2 separate regions of the Ovis aries genome follow, and region 1 is linked to region 2. The links are chromatin contacts, called in public Hi-C maps. All regions are on one chromosome and are shown on one strand. The core of a region is the stretch at or near the end of the contact, and the rest is flanking DNA. Distances in the headings are between cores, read along the strand shown.

Region 1 (7,076 bases), core at 1,658-4,157, 120 kb before region 2:
CTAATTAACTACCGTGGCTTTGGCTCCCAGAAGGATTTTCTTCAACGGCTTTGACGGTGGTTACACTGGTGTTCACAGAACTGACGCTGGATGTCTGAGAACTCTGCAAGACAGGGGTTTTGGCCCTTTCTTTTTTGATTTCCACTTTCCCAGTAGGCTCCTTCTGGGAACTATTAAGAAAATCAAACAGCAGCTCATCATCAGGTTCTGACTTTTTTCTTCGAACAAACTGGGATGAAGGCCTAGGAGCAGATGCACTTTCAACAGGATGGGAGGTCTCCCCCAAAGTCCTAGATCCTACTTTTACATTTGCAGTCCCAGCTAAGATGGTGGCTTTTTGATTTCGAATGTTATCAGCTGCTGAGGAAATGTAAGTAGTTTTAGATCCCGTCTGGTAAGTCAAGTCCGTATTTTGCTGGTGAAGTTCAGAATAGTCAGTATTTTTGCTATAAATGATGTTGCTGGTGTTCTCTTTTCTACTGAGAGCTGTTGCAGCCCCTTGATCAACTCTGTTTAAAAGATCTTCTGCCTTTCCAGCTAGATCAGCAAACCAGGACATGATGGGAGCAGAATAATCCTGTTGGTGAACCTGTAAAAAGGATGTAAAAGGATCAGTGTGGCAGAACACAGAGGCTAAGACCAGCCTCTGGAGTCAAGACAGTCCCGGGTTGGAAAGCCTAACCGGTTTCTTACCTCGTAACTTCGAGCAAACTATTTAACCGAAACATTTCACCTAGAAAATGAGGAAAATAAGTGTACTTATACTATTGGATGGTTTTCAGATGAAATACACTAAAAAACATTTTGAAAATGCTGAGCACATAGTAGGCGCTCATTTTAGTAGTTGTTGCTACTACAACTACCACTACTACCACCATTCCTATTTCAACGATGTGTAAATCTTGATGTAAAAAAGCCACTGAATGTCAAATAATATGGCAAAATCCCAGGATAACCAAATTAAAATAATTTTCTGAAGTTTGTTGTAAAGCGCTAAAACTTGAAGAAACTTCTGATTAACACAAAAGCTACTTCAGTGTTAAACTGCAACACTATCATGGATAATTTAGGTGTGCATATACACATTTAAAACACACCTCCAAAAGTCTGGATTCTCTGTACCTACCATAAGCACATTAGGCTAAGTTCCAAATAAAACAAGATGATAGCATAGCCATCCATTTTGATACATATACTTGGGTACTTATCCAGTGCCGCAATGAATCAAAATAACGAAATAACTAGCTTCCATGACACAGGACAGTAGTATATAAAAAAGTCAACAACCATCTCTTGAATGTGCACACTGTTTCTTCGGCCTGTGGTGCTGGCATTCTTTCACAATTAACTCTTTCGTTCTTGGTCTTCACCCAACTGTCTTCTGTTTCAAAAGCAGCTCTTTCTTTCCATCTAAATTAGGTTCTATCATTGTCTGTACACAAACCATTCTCTTCCCTGACAGCAGCAGCTCTTTCTTTCCATCTAAATTAGGTTCTATCATTGTCTGTACACAAACCATTCTCTTCCCTGACAGCCCTTCATGTTTTATATGTCTTTCCCCCCCCTCTTGGGGAAGGAGGAAGAGAGTGGGTAGATAAAGGTCCTTCATGTTTTATATGTATTTTCCCCCTCTCTTGGGGAAGGAGAGGAAGAGTGGGTAGATAAAGGTCATGTCTTTTGCTCACCAGTGAATTCTCAGCATACTGTAGGCACCATAAATACTGCTGAATGGAATTAATTTTTGTTAGATGCCCTGCAAACATTATCTTTAGCACACATAATTTTCACAACCACATTCTGTGTTAAGTAAGAAAGATCCCAGAGTTTAGACAGCAGCTCAAACAGGCAAATCTAAGTCAGCCAAACCCACTTTTAACCCCTGCCTTCTCAATCTAGCCTACCAGTATCTGAATAACCTCAAGAAGAAACTCACCCCTAAACCTGTTCCTTACAAAACGGGATGATTACATGACCATGTATTTCACAGAGTTTATGTAAATCAAATGAAAATGGAAGTGACATGCTCCCAAACATATAAAACTCCCTACAAAGTATTTATTATTCCCAAGTAAACACTGGTGGTAATTAGGGGGCAAATTATCTCTCCTGATAAGGCGATCAAAACATACTTAATAATTTCTTCCATCTTGCCTCCCATCTTACAGTTTTAAAGGACTTTCAAACAAAAGCCTGTGCCTTAGGACTGAGTACCCAATTAAAGGTTAAGACGGACCCTGGGCCTTTCCTCCAAGGACAAAAGAAAAACTCTAGCCGACTTCCGAGATAGAATTCTGAGGTCATTCTGCCCAGTAAATAAACGGCACACACCGAGGTGAAGAAACAGGGCGAGAAGGCGTGGGACGGGGACGGGTCGGCCGACGGCGGGGGCAGGGCCTGCTCGCCGGCCAGGTGTCAACACGGAGGAACGGAGGCTGGGGTCAGCTGGTCGGTCCCCTTGAGTCTGTTGTCGGGATCTTAGGTAGGCGAGTCCAGACCCCCAACTTTGCTTCCCACCCACTTCGTTGAGCCTTCGGAGGGGGAAGACGGGGCAAACTAGGCTGAGGTCGCGGAGGCAGGAAAGGGGAGGGTACCAAGCCACGTCCGTGGAGATCCAGGGGGGCTCCCTACCCTCTTCTTGAGCCCCTAGCAGGGCGGCGAGACCAGGATCTCTGCCAAGGGGCTGCCGCCCCCGCCTCTAAGGCCGTTAACGCCCCAAAGGGACCCATCGGACCGTAGGGCCCCCGCGGCCGCCTCACCTGAGGGCTCTGCAGCGGCTGCACCGCAGCCAGATCACCCTCCCGGGCCGCCCTTCCTCAGCAGCGGGCCGGGAGAGGGCTCAGGTTGAGGAGACCGGGTCCCGGACCTGCCACGGCCCAGCTACTCTTCCGGGAGACGTGGAAGAGCAGTGAGGACCCCAAAACAGAGTGCCTTCCGAGCTGCCTGAGCGGCCAGGAACCTAGAACAGCCACCTGGAGGCGACTCAGGCGGCAGCGCCGCCAGCTGTGGGGTCCTCGCGGCTGGCCACGCCCTTTCTCCGCCTGTGGCAAGAAAGGGAAGGGGCAGGGCTTGCGTGCGTGTGACGTTGCTCGCCTCCCTGGGACCACGGCCCGCACGCGGCCGACACAACATTGGAGGCCACGCCCGCAAGGGGGTGGTCCCCTCTGCGGGCCTCTTTGATGGCGGGGGCGGTCCTCCGCCTTGAAGGAATTAACAGGACCGAGACGCTGGCGTCTCTGCTGTCGTTTACTTTTACCGGTCTTCCTCCGCCTGCCTAGATTTACGAAAGACAGTGTTGAGGAGGAGGTGGGAGTAAAGAAAATAAGTTTCAGAGCTTTACCAGAGCTGTAAAGACAAGATGATGAGAAGTGACTGGAGGTGGGAGAAGCGCTTTAAATGATGTGGTCAGGGACGGTTTACTCTGAGGAAGAAACATTTGAGCTGAGACCCAAAAGATAGAAATGGCCAGTAAAGGACTCTTCATACATGTGTATTGTAGTTATCTTATGCAAGCTGTTCACTGAATATTTTAATTAAGTCTAAAATTTTAGTAATTCAACAAATACTCAGCACTTACTTTGTATATAAAGAAAGTAAAAGTGAAATCGCTCAGTCGTACCCGACTCTTTGCCAACCCGTGGACTGTAGCCTATTGGGCTCCTCCGTCCATGGGATTTTCCAGGCAAGAATACTGGAGTGGGTTGCCATTTCCTTCTCTACGGGATATTCCCGACCCAGGGATCGAACCTTGGTCTCCCGTATTGTTGGCAGAGGCTTTACCGTCTGAACCACCAGGCAAGTCACGTTGTATATACGATTTGGCTAATTTGGCTCTAATTGCAAGTCTATAACATAGTCCCAAGGACCCTAGAGGTTAAATAACTTGTCTAAGATCATGTGTCCCGTATTAAGGAGCCCACATTATTACAAAGCCTGTGCCCTTAGACTCAATGTTAATATTATTGTCTCCGAATTAAATATTGGGAGTAATTATAGCTCCTTCTTTTCTTCTTGTCAGGATTAGTCCAGTCCAGTAAACAGAAAATTTTCAGCATCAGGAAATAATAATAATAGCTTGTAATAGTAATTGCGCCCTTATTAAGCTTGTTGTTCATTCGCTAAGTTGTGTCTGACTCTTTGCAACCCCATGGACTGCAGCATCCCTGGCTCCTCGGTCCCTCTCTGTCTCCTAGAGTTTGCTGAAATTCTTATCTATTGAGTTGGTGATGCTGTCTACCCATCTTATCCTCTGCCACTGCCTTCTCCATTTGTCTTCAGTCTTTCCAGCATCAGGGTCTTTTCCAGTGAGTTCACACTTTGCATCAAGTGGCCACAGTAGTGGAGCTTCAGCATCAGTCTTTCCAATGAATATTCAGGGTTTATTTCCTTTAGGGCTGACTGGTTTGATCTCCTTGCAGTCCAAGGGACTCTCAAGACTCTTCTCCAGCACCACAGTTTGAAAGCATCAGTTTTCAGTGCTCAGTCTTCTTTATGGTCCAACTCTTATATCTGTTCATGAAGACTGTCAAAACCATAGTTTGATTGTATGGTTGTCAGCAAAGTACTTGGGTTCAATCCCTGGGTTGTCAAGATCCCCTGGAGAAGGAAATGGCAACCCATTCCAGTATACTTATCTGGGAAATCCCATGGAAAGAGGAGCCTGGCAGGCTACAGTTCATGGGATCTCGAAGAGTTGGACACAACTTAGCAACTAAACAAAAACGTATTTTTACCTACTCCAGTATTCTTGCTGGGATAGCCCCATGGACACAGTAATCTAACAGGCTACACACAGTCCATAGCGTTGCAAAGAGTTGGACGTGACTGAGTGACTGAGCATGCACTTGTTAAGTTATTGTGCCCTTATAACACAGTATACTCTGTTAAGCATCAGACATGCTTCACCTCATTTAATTTTCACAACTGCCATAAGAAAGGAGTTGTTATTATTTTGTGGTAGGCGACTTCAGCCATGAAATGAAAAGAAGCTTGCTCCTTGGGAATAAAGCTATGACAAACTTAGACAGCATATTAAAAAGCAAAGACATTACTTTACTGACAAAGGTCCGCCTAGTCAAAGCTACCTGATGCAAAGAGCCAGCTCACTGGAGAAGACCCTGATGCTGGAAAGATGGAAGGAATGAGGAGAAGGGGATGACAGAGGATGAGATGGTTAAATGGCATCACCGACTCGATGGACATGAGTTTGAGCAAGCTCCAGGAGTTGGTGATGGACAAGGAAACCTGGAGTGCTGCAGTCCATAGGGTTGCAAAGAGTGGAACATGACTGAGCGACTGAACTGAACTCAGGTGGCATTGTTGTTCCCAGCTTTTAAGTGAGTGTTAAGGATGTAAAAAAATTAAGAAACAAAAGCCTGTTAAGAATGTAAAAAGAGAAACAGAAACCTGAATTGAATAGAGCTGGGAGACCACAGGGGGCGCTCTCCCAAGCCATGACCTAGCACAGCCCAACGACAAATAGAAAGGTCCCTTTTCTGTCCTGACAACAGCTCAGCGAATGAAAAGGTGTTTGTTTACTATAGCCCTCCAACTTTTCTTTCCTTTTTTATAAAAGTATCCTCCTTCCCTTGGGGACTTGCAAGTGGCTCACCATGGTTGTAGACCACACATTGTAATTCTCTATGGATCCCAAATAAACCCATCTTTGCTGGAGAAATACCTGGTAGGGTAGTTTCAGGTCAACAAGGATTATACATCATCACCTGTTGCTATGTGGCTGCAATGCAGCCTGTAGGAAGAATGTCCTTTCCAGCCTTAGGAATGTCAGGCTTGATCATGTGACTTGCTTTGGCCAATAGAATGTGACTAGAAGTATCTTTCACCACATCCAAGTAGTTGTGTTAGGAGCCATTATGTATTTCTACTAGCACTCTTGATCTTTTTCTTCTCTCATGGGTATGCCCTGTCCCAGATGGAGCTGCTCCCTCAGCCTGGGTTCTGGAAGGAAAGACATGTGAAGCCCAATGAGTCACATGAGCAAAAAAAGAAAACTTTGCTTTTAAAGATTTGAAATGGTTTCTTATACAGCCTTACCTAATGAAATCTGATGAATACACACCCCATTTAACAGATGGTAACTCTAAGATTCAGAGTGGTTTAGTACTTTTCCTGAAGTCACGCAGGGAGTTGGTAGTACATCTGGGATTCAAACCTGTATCAGTGTGACTCCAGAAACAATATTGTTAATCATTGAAGGGATAAGGATGATTCAAATGAAATTCAAGTCAGATCACCTATATAAAAAAATTGGCAGTGGGCAGGCTACCCCACTGTTTCAAGAATTCCCACCCATACTTCTGAAGAGTCAGCATATACAGACCTACCAACCAGAAGTCACTGGGACTGGGCTACATTAGCTAGAGAAACAGCACAACCAACAGAAAGAGGTTACGACTTTGCCTTGTACAAGACACATGCAAAAAACACTAACCACAGAAGAAAAGACTGCAATTTGGACTTTGTTAAAATTAATAATTTCTTTCCATCCAAAAAAAGCAAAAGCAACAACAACAAAAAACAAGAAAACATTAACAGAATGAAAGGCAAGTCAAAGATTGGTAGAACAGGTTTATAATACATATATCTGACAAAGCATTTCTATTCAGAATATATAAAGCTCTCTGAGAAATTAATAAGAAAGACCAATCAACCCAACCAAAATGGACCAATATCTTAAATAAGTACTTCACAAGAGAAAATATCCAACTGGTCAAAGCACAGGAAAAAGTGGTCAACACTATTTATGACTCATCAGAGAAATGCAAAATTAAAATCAGAAAGAAATACTGTTTTTTTTAGCTGAGCATAGACTTTACAGACCTATGTTTTAAATAACTAAGTTTCAAACACAGAGGTACATAAAAAAAATAGCTGATAAACTTTTCTTATATGTTTTCACCAAAATGGAATCCTCATAATCATCGAAAATATCCACCATCTTTCCACTAGATTTAAAAATAATACATTTGACATCAAAATATTATGAAAGATGTATAATGTCTTAATAACAAAAGGTTTAGCACTATCCCTTTAAAACTCCAAAATCTGTCCGTGTGTTT
Region 2 (7,334 bases), core at 1,540-4,039:
ATTTTTAATCAATGCTGGGGACACAGACAGGAAGGGTCCAAATCTGGTGGAGAAAGCAGAAGTGTCAACAGACAGATGCAATTGGATGAGCTATCTCTTGTGACAGAGATGAGCCCACAGGGCTGGAGGACATGGACAAGGACTATCTGGCCAGCAGCGCAGGAAGTCAGAGAAGGCTTTCTGGAGATGGGCTTTTAGGGAAAAATAAAGAGTTTGACCAGGCAAAGATTGTACAGAATTGTATTGCTGTGATAGGCAACAGAGGCAGGAATGATGTGAAGTGTGGGTGCTAGGAAGAGGAAATGCCCAGGCTGAGGGGCAGACGGGGCCCAGGGCCCTGAGAGTATGTTGTGTGTGTGCCAAGTCGCTTCAGCTGTGTCCGACGCTTTGTGACCTTATGGACTGTAGCCGGCCAGGCTCCTCTGTCCATGGCGATTCTTTCTCCAGGCAAGAGCACTGGAGTGGGTTGCCATGCCCTCATCCAGGGGATCTTCCCAACCCAGAGATTGAACTCGTTTGTCTCCTGCACTGGCCGGCAGGTTTTTTTTGCCACTAGTGCCACTTGAGGAACCTATAGATTCTGCCAAAAACAACAAAACAAAAGAAACCAGGGCGCTCAGTGGAAAGGAGATGCTTTTCTGAACCCCACCTTGGAGGGGGATTAGGCTGTTGGTGGTGGTGGGGGGGGGCCTAGCTGCCTGAGCAGAGATCTAGCCCTTTGAGAAACGAAGATGCCATTTTCAAAAGGACTTTTATTAAAACACTCCCCACACAGTGTCTCTTGCCTTGAATGCCACAGTCCTGGGGTGCCCACGAAGGAGAGGGCCCTGGACAATGTCCCCCGTGGCCAAGGCTGGGCTCGTTCACGTAGCTGTGAAGCTGGCCTCGCTCGGAGGTCCCGTTGTACACCTGGCTGCTTCCGGAGGGGCTGGGGAGCTACCGGCAGCACGGAGCCGGCCGATGGCTGAGGGTTGGCTCTGAGGCAGGGGTGAGGGGCCTGTCCCCTCAGCACCCTGAGATGCTCCTGAGATGCTGGGCGAGTCCAACACATTCCAGCTCCGGGGGGGCGGGGCAGCTGTGGCCAGGCCACTCCTCCTGAGGACGGTCTTGGGAAAACCTGAGCCCTCCCGGTGAAAGGCTGGGGATCGGATCGGGTGGGCATGGGGTGCGGGGGCCCGAGGCGCGGGACAGACGGACTGGCCTGAGGGGCTGTGTGTGAACAGGGGCCGAGCGAGCTGGGGCTCTGTGTGCTGCAGGGGGCTGGAGGGTCCTTTCTGAGTTTCCGTTTCCCTTTCTGCCTAATGAAGCATGTGGCCTCTCCCGGCTCCCGCCCTCCTACTGGGAGCACGCTGGGGCCACGGATCACGTTGTTTATACAATGGTCCTGCCACGGTGGCCGAGGCACGCTCAGTAGGCTGCAAGCACGGGGCAACGTGTGGGCATCCCTGTTGGGAGTGTGTGTGTGTGCACGCGCGCGCGCGCGCAAGTGTCTGTGCGTGTGCATGTGTGAGTGGGTGCGTCTGAGTGTGAGTGTGGGGGTCGAGGGTGCGGGCCGGTCTGCCAGCGTCCCCGCCTGGGTGGACACTGCCGTCGGAGGGGCCGCGGCCCCGGGCTCACAGGAAGTTGGGCTCGCGCACCACCAGGCAGGGCGGGCCTCCGCTGCCCCCGCCGCCGTCCAGGGGCCGGTACACGAAGTGGAAGTCGCGCTTGGGCTCGCTCCGCAGCAGGTAGCCCTTGATGCGGTGCGGCAGCGCCTCGTCGGCCAGCTGGAAGCTGCGGCCGTCCACCAGCACGAAGAGCCGGTAGTCCTGCGGCTGCACCACCTCGAACTTCTCCGCACACTGGGCGCACAGCGCCTCAGCCAGCGTGTCCGCCCGCGATGCCAGCGTCCGCGACTGCTGCTCCGGCTCCAGATACGACACGCAGATAAAGTCCTGCGGGGAGAGACGGAGGGGGTCACGGTTACCGGCTGGGCCAAGCCCACGTCCTGTCTCACCCCTGCCCTGATGCTGGGAGCTTGGACAGGAGAAGCTGCGTGGCCTTGTCCTCTTTGGGCCCCCCGATTCCTCTCCATAGACAGCGGATGGATGGCAGGAGGGGTCGTGAGGCTGGCCGTCGGGGCACCTGCGGCTGACCCTGCTGTGTGACCTCAGGCAAAGACCCTCCCTCTCTGAGCCTCAGCTCTCACTGGGTCAGTCTTGGCCTGGACACAAGGAGTGAGCGCGCCCCCTGGTGGCCAGTCCACGGGCTTGCCGTCACTGAAAAAATCTTATTTTTCACTTTCTCTTCTTCCCCTGCATTCCAGGCACTCTGCTGGGCACACGGGGCAGCATAAATAAAATCAAAGATTCAGACCCACCCCCAGCATTCCATGGCTTAGCTGGTGCAGCTAAGGCAGGCTGAACAGTTCTTCAGGCCCTAGGGCTGGAGGGGCCTGGGGATGGAAGGGGTGGTGTTCCCAGGAGGAACAGGCTGGCAGGGAAGGGCGGGGGAGAAGACTTGGGGGGAAAAGATGGAGAGTGTTTGCAGAAAACAGCACATTCACACCTGAGTCCACCGGAGACCGTGGAAGGAGTCCCTGCCTGGCTTTGAATCTGCTCCCACTCACTGTGTGACGACCTCTCTGAGTCTCCATTTCCACTACTGCAAAGTGGGGATAAAACCAGTCCTTTCTCTGTGCCTGGAGGTGGATCACAGAAAACTGGCTCAGAGCCTGTTAGAGTCCCCTTTCCGCTAAGGGCCCAGAGGGCGGGCAGGAAGTGTGTGCGCGGGGCTGCCCCCTTGTGGAAGGACGGTGACAGCACAGCGGTCTCCTGAGGCCGCCTAGTTCAGAATGGAGATAATTAGTGACTACAGAGTAGTGCCAGGCTCTGTGCCAAGAGTCCCTGGGATCACTTCTTTTTTTTCTTCCTGGGAGGGGAAAGCCCAGCCCACTTCCCTAGGTCTCGGTGACTGCCTGTGCTCTCCTCAGCCACCAGCAGGCCTCCCCAGAGCCCTTGACATCCGATGACTTTCAGGCTCTGGGCTTTCCCTCCGGAGGGTAGGGATTTACTGTGTGTGGTGCAGAGGAGACACTGGGAAGGGGGCAGACAGCGGTGCCCTCCTCAGACCCCAGAAACAGTGCTGATAAGTCTCATCCCAAGCCTCTGCCTGAGCTCTGCCTCCTTAGTGGGACGCACTGATGATGCTCAGCATTGGGAATCCATGAGGTAGAAGCAAGAAGGAAAGAATGCGAGGGTCACCCTTGGACCAAGAGCGCTCACATTCCAAGAGTTGGTGGAGGGGCAGCTGTCCCAGAAGGCAGGAGGGAATGCTGGGGTGCTGCAGCTGCACTCGCCAACTTCCGCTGGCTCATACCAGCTTGAGAAAGCCAACTGTGTACATCTCTTTCCAACTCCAAGTTCCATGATGCCAAGTTAGTAGCTTGGAATCAGCCACGGTGGCAGTATTTATACTAATACCATGGAAATTGACAGAGGCAAAGATCAGAGCCTTTTTTTTTTCTTTCTCCCCAGAGAACCAGTTACTAAACATTATCAGGACACCACTGATTAGAGGAGGAGGGACATCAGCTTGACTGATGTTAGAACATGTACTGGGGAGGCAGAACTCAAATGGGCCAGAGTCCCCCTGTGCTGACAGGAAAACAGCATCCCAGAGAGAGTTAGACACGGCTTAGGGTCACACAGCAAGCTAGTACAGAGCTGGGTCCATACTGTGAGCCTCTTGCCTCCCAGGCCTGGGCTCTCCCAGTTACAGAAAGGCCATGTGGAAAGCAGCCAGGCATGGGATTCAGGTCCAGTGTGCTCTGGGTGCCAGGGACGTGAGTCTGGAGACCTAGTCACAGCTCTGGACTGCAGCTTGATTCACTGTCCTAACTCCTGCCATTGTGCACACTCCCCAGTCCCACTCTGGCCCAGGCCTTGAGACATGTGAGCAATAGGGCCTGCTCTCTCAGGGTTACAGCTTTATACATTGTTGGTTACAGTACGGGGTATATGCGCTACAATAGAAGCAGCAGCAGCAGGAAGCACTTCTAACCCATGCCATAGGGAATGGGGGGTGGGGCAGGCGGGGGGTGTCAGGGAAGGCTTTTCAGAGGAGGGGCTATTGGAGACACTGAGGCTGGGCATGGCAGCTGGTGAGGAAGGGGAGATGGACCAGCATGGGCTGAGGCTAAGCCCTAGGGAGTTGAGCTCAGGGTGTTCATAGCTGTTCTGATGCATGAGCTTGAGTAGGCTCCAGGAGTTGGTGATGGACAGGGAAGCGTGACGTGCTGCAGTCCATGGGGTCGAAAAGAGTCGGGCACGACTGATTGACTGAACTGAAATGAACTGATCTGATGCAGCCTCGGAGGTGTGGGATAATGGGATGGGTGGGGGCAGGAGTCTGGCCACCAGTGACTTTTCAACACTGAGTCTGTACAGACAGAAGTGGGGAAGGATGGGTGAGTGGGTTGGAGATGGGCAGGCTGTGAGCAGGTTAGGGGCAGGGGACCCTTGGCAGCTGCTGCATTTGTCTGGGCACCAAGTGGCAAGGCTGAAGATCAGCTCCTGGGCTTTTTAACTGGGACAAACCACTGTTCCCATCTCCAGCCCTAACAGCCCGCTCAGACATCACAGTCGCTGAGGAATGCTGGGTGAAGGTCTCCTTCTTCCTATCTTGTGGGCCCAACTGAAACGCGGATGCTCGCTGATACTTTTCTCCAGCCCTCAACTTCTCAACCCCAGCCCCTAAGCCGGCACACACTGGCAGGCTGGGGGCTCAGTGCCATTGCTCCTGAACTGGCAGGCAGCAGGGGTGGTCTGGGAGCAAGGTCCCCTGGTCCCCTCCCACCCTCTCGGTCCCAGGTCGCACCTGCACGGAGGAGCGGGAGGCCCGAGCCTTGTTGAGCGTGCGCCGGCGCTCCCAGCGGTGGATCGAGTCCTGCACCTCCACGCTCAGCTGCCGGGTCACCGTGATCTTGTCATAGTTCTTGATGTGCTCCAGGGCCCCGTAGGTGGTGGTCAGATAGTAGGAACCTGCAGGAGGCAAGGGTGTGGAGGCGGAGCCTGGACCACGTCTCCACCCACTCGCAACCCGAGGGAGCTGGTCCCGGCTTGGTCCGCCCCGCCCACCTCTGTAAGCCCCACCCACCGCCGCCGGCCCGAGGCATGTGCGGCCAGGTGGTTGGTCACTTGCTGAGCTTCAGAGCCACGCCCACCGCAGAATCAAAAGATTCCTCGAGTCCAGCCCTGAGCTGCACGGCTCGGCTCAAAGCTTGTCATTGGCTCCCCTTTAGGACGCAACTCTTGCTTATTTTTAAACTGATGCTTTAAAGTGAGTTTTTAGTTTTAAAATGTAAAGATACTCAAGAAACTAACAGCTACGCATGTCTTTAGGGTGGAGAAAGCAGTGCCTTGGACTCATGGGTGGGCAGGAGACCTCTCTCTGTAGGTGTCATATACATTTTATTAAAAAAAAAACTTAAAAATATGTGGAGAAAATGTTAATTATGTTTATATGATTACACACAACTTTTAATAATTTAAAGAAAGTTAAAAATTTGCATCCTTCATTTCTCCATTTCTTTTTATCTTAATTCATACATATTCCTAATGCCTAATGTTTCCTAAGGTAATTTAATTTTTGAAATATGTTGTGCATGTGTGCTAAGCTGCTTCAGTTGTGTCCGACTCTGTGACCCTATGGACCGTAGGCTGCCAGGCTCCTCTGTCCATAGAATTCTCCAGGCAAGAATAATGGAGTAGGTAGCTATTCCCTCCTCCAGGGGATCTGCCAGACCCAAGGATTGAACCTGCGTCTCTTATGTCTCCTGCATTGGCAGGCAGTTTCTTTACCAGTAGTGCCACCTTCAGACTGAAAAATTTACATGAAGTTTTATGATTAAAGATAATCATTTGCACATATACTTATAAATTTACTTTCTTTGGCTTGTTGGAGGCTTTGGTTAAAATGTGTGAGGAGCACAGGCCTTGTAGTGCCCCTCAGTCTAGAGGGGGTGGGGTGACTTGGCCAAGGTCTTGCTGAGCTTCCTGGGCTTCCCTCCCACTCCCCAGGCCTCTCCTTAGCGCTTTGGGTACCAGGGCAATGATTTATTTATTTTTAGTTAAAAATTTTTTTAAAATTAATTTTTAAGTTGGAGTATACTTGCTGTACAATGTTGTGTTAAATTTCTGCTGTACAACAAGATGTTTCAACTATATGTATACATACATCCCTTCCCTCTTGAGCCTCTCTTCCAGCCCCTACCTAATCCTACCCCTCTAGGTCATCACAGAGCAAAGCAGTGGTTTTTGACATGAGAGTCATCTGCCAGTGAGCCACCCAAATCCCATCTTCTTTTTCTTCCTAATTAATTGAACTCTACTTGTTTCGGGTAAGTAACACAACTGAAAATGCTCACTTCCCAGAATCTCTTTCAGTTTGAGGTACAGGACAGGAGACCCCATTCTGTCTGCTACACAGATATAAGCGGAAGTCCCTGGGTGGGGCTTCCAGGAAAGCCTTTAGTAAGGGACAAACTGAGTTGGTACATCTTGTCAGGTTTTGGTTTGTCTCCCTTCCTCCTGTCTGGAACACAGAGGTGAGCCCGGAGGCACAGCAGCTGTTTTGTGATCAGAGGTGATAGGCACAAAGACAAAGGCTCACATCCTAAAGAACAATGGATAGAGTTGGGTCTACAATTTCTTGATGGCAGGGATAAAAAGTGCCATCATTATCAGCTGCTTACCTCAGGACTTCTTTTTCTCATTCAGATCATTTATTAAGAGCTGTGTTAGTGAAATTTGGGCTGTCTCATCTGTGTGATAACGCAACATGAAAAGTCACATACATTCTAAGGAGACCCCACAGAATTGAGAAACCTTCAACAATACAAAGTCACAGATTACAAAATTAGAATACAAATAATCCCTCCAATTTGGCAGGAAACACCTACAATATGAGGAGGCCGGGAATGGAAGGGGTCTTGCTTTTCAATAAGGCAGTTACAAAATAGAAACAAAACCAACCTCAGGACTTCTTGATGCAAGAGACAAACCAGTCCCTTACTCTGATTTAAACCATTATTAGTTATGTAATGAGTTATTTGTAGCCCAAAGCATTCCTAACTGCTACACTGGATGAAGCTGCCTACATATTGCTACAAATTCCACAGCCAATATGTGAAAAGTTCATAGCCTGCCTGGGGTGAGTAGGGGATGAGATAAAGGGGTTTGTGGCCACAGGATCACTCGCCCTTTCATGGCAGGGCAGGAAGGAGACAGGTTTTGAAACAGGCATGTCAACGCCAGGGCTTCCGTGGTGGCTCAGCAGTAAAGCATCAGCCTGCC

The links. A called contact is a pair of places that touch in the nucleus more often than the background predicts.
Region 1: a contact with region 2 is called in a Hi-C map of liver, with 2.1 times the contacts expected there. The contact joins the promoter of GOLGA5 here to the enhancer-like site in region 2. A contact is called at or near these places in 4 of 16 Hi-C or Micro-C datasets (blood, hypothalamus, liver and 1 more).

What each region holds. Positions count from the first base shown.
Region 1 is chr18:55,301,346-55,308,421 of ARS-UI_Ramb_v3.0, reverse strand. GOLGA5 (golgin A5) reads right to left here and starts at 2,907. Exons shown (of 12, transcript XM_060401894.1): 1 at 2,757-2,907; 2 at 13-589. The coding sequence starts at 559.
Region 2 is chr18:55,181,961-55,189,294 of ARS-UI_Ramb_v3.0, reverse strand. RIN3 (Ras and Rab interactor 3) reads right to left here. Exons shown (of 10, transcript XM_027957334.3): 9 at 4,858-5,021; 10 at 738-1,934. The coding sequence ends at 1,614. Among named protein-coding and RNA genes, the nearest start is that of TRNAY-GUA, 8.4 kb to the left of the region's middle. Within about 2 kb of position 2,789, at least 10 of the 54 cell types and tissues checked have an H3K27ac peak or open chromatin away from gene starts, as enhancers often do. A contact at or near this core is called in liver, where this site is marked.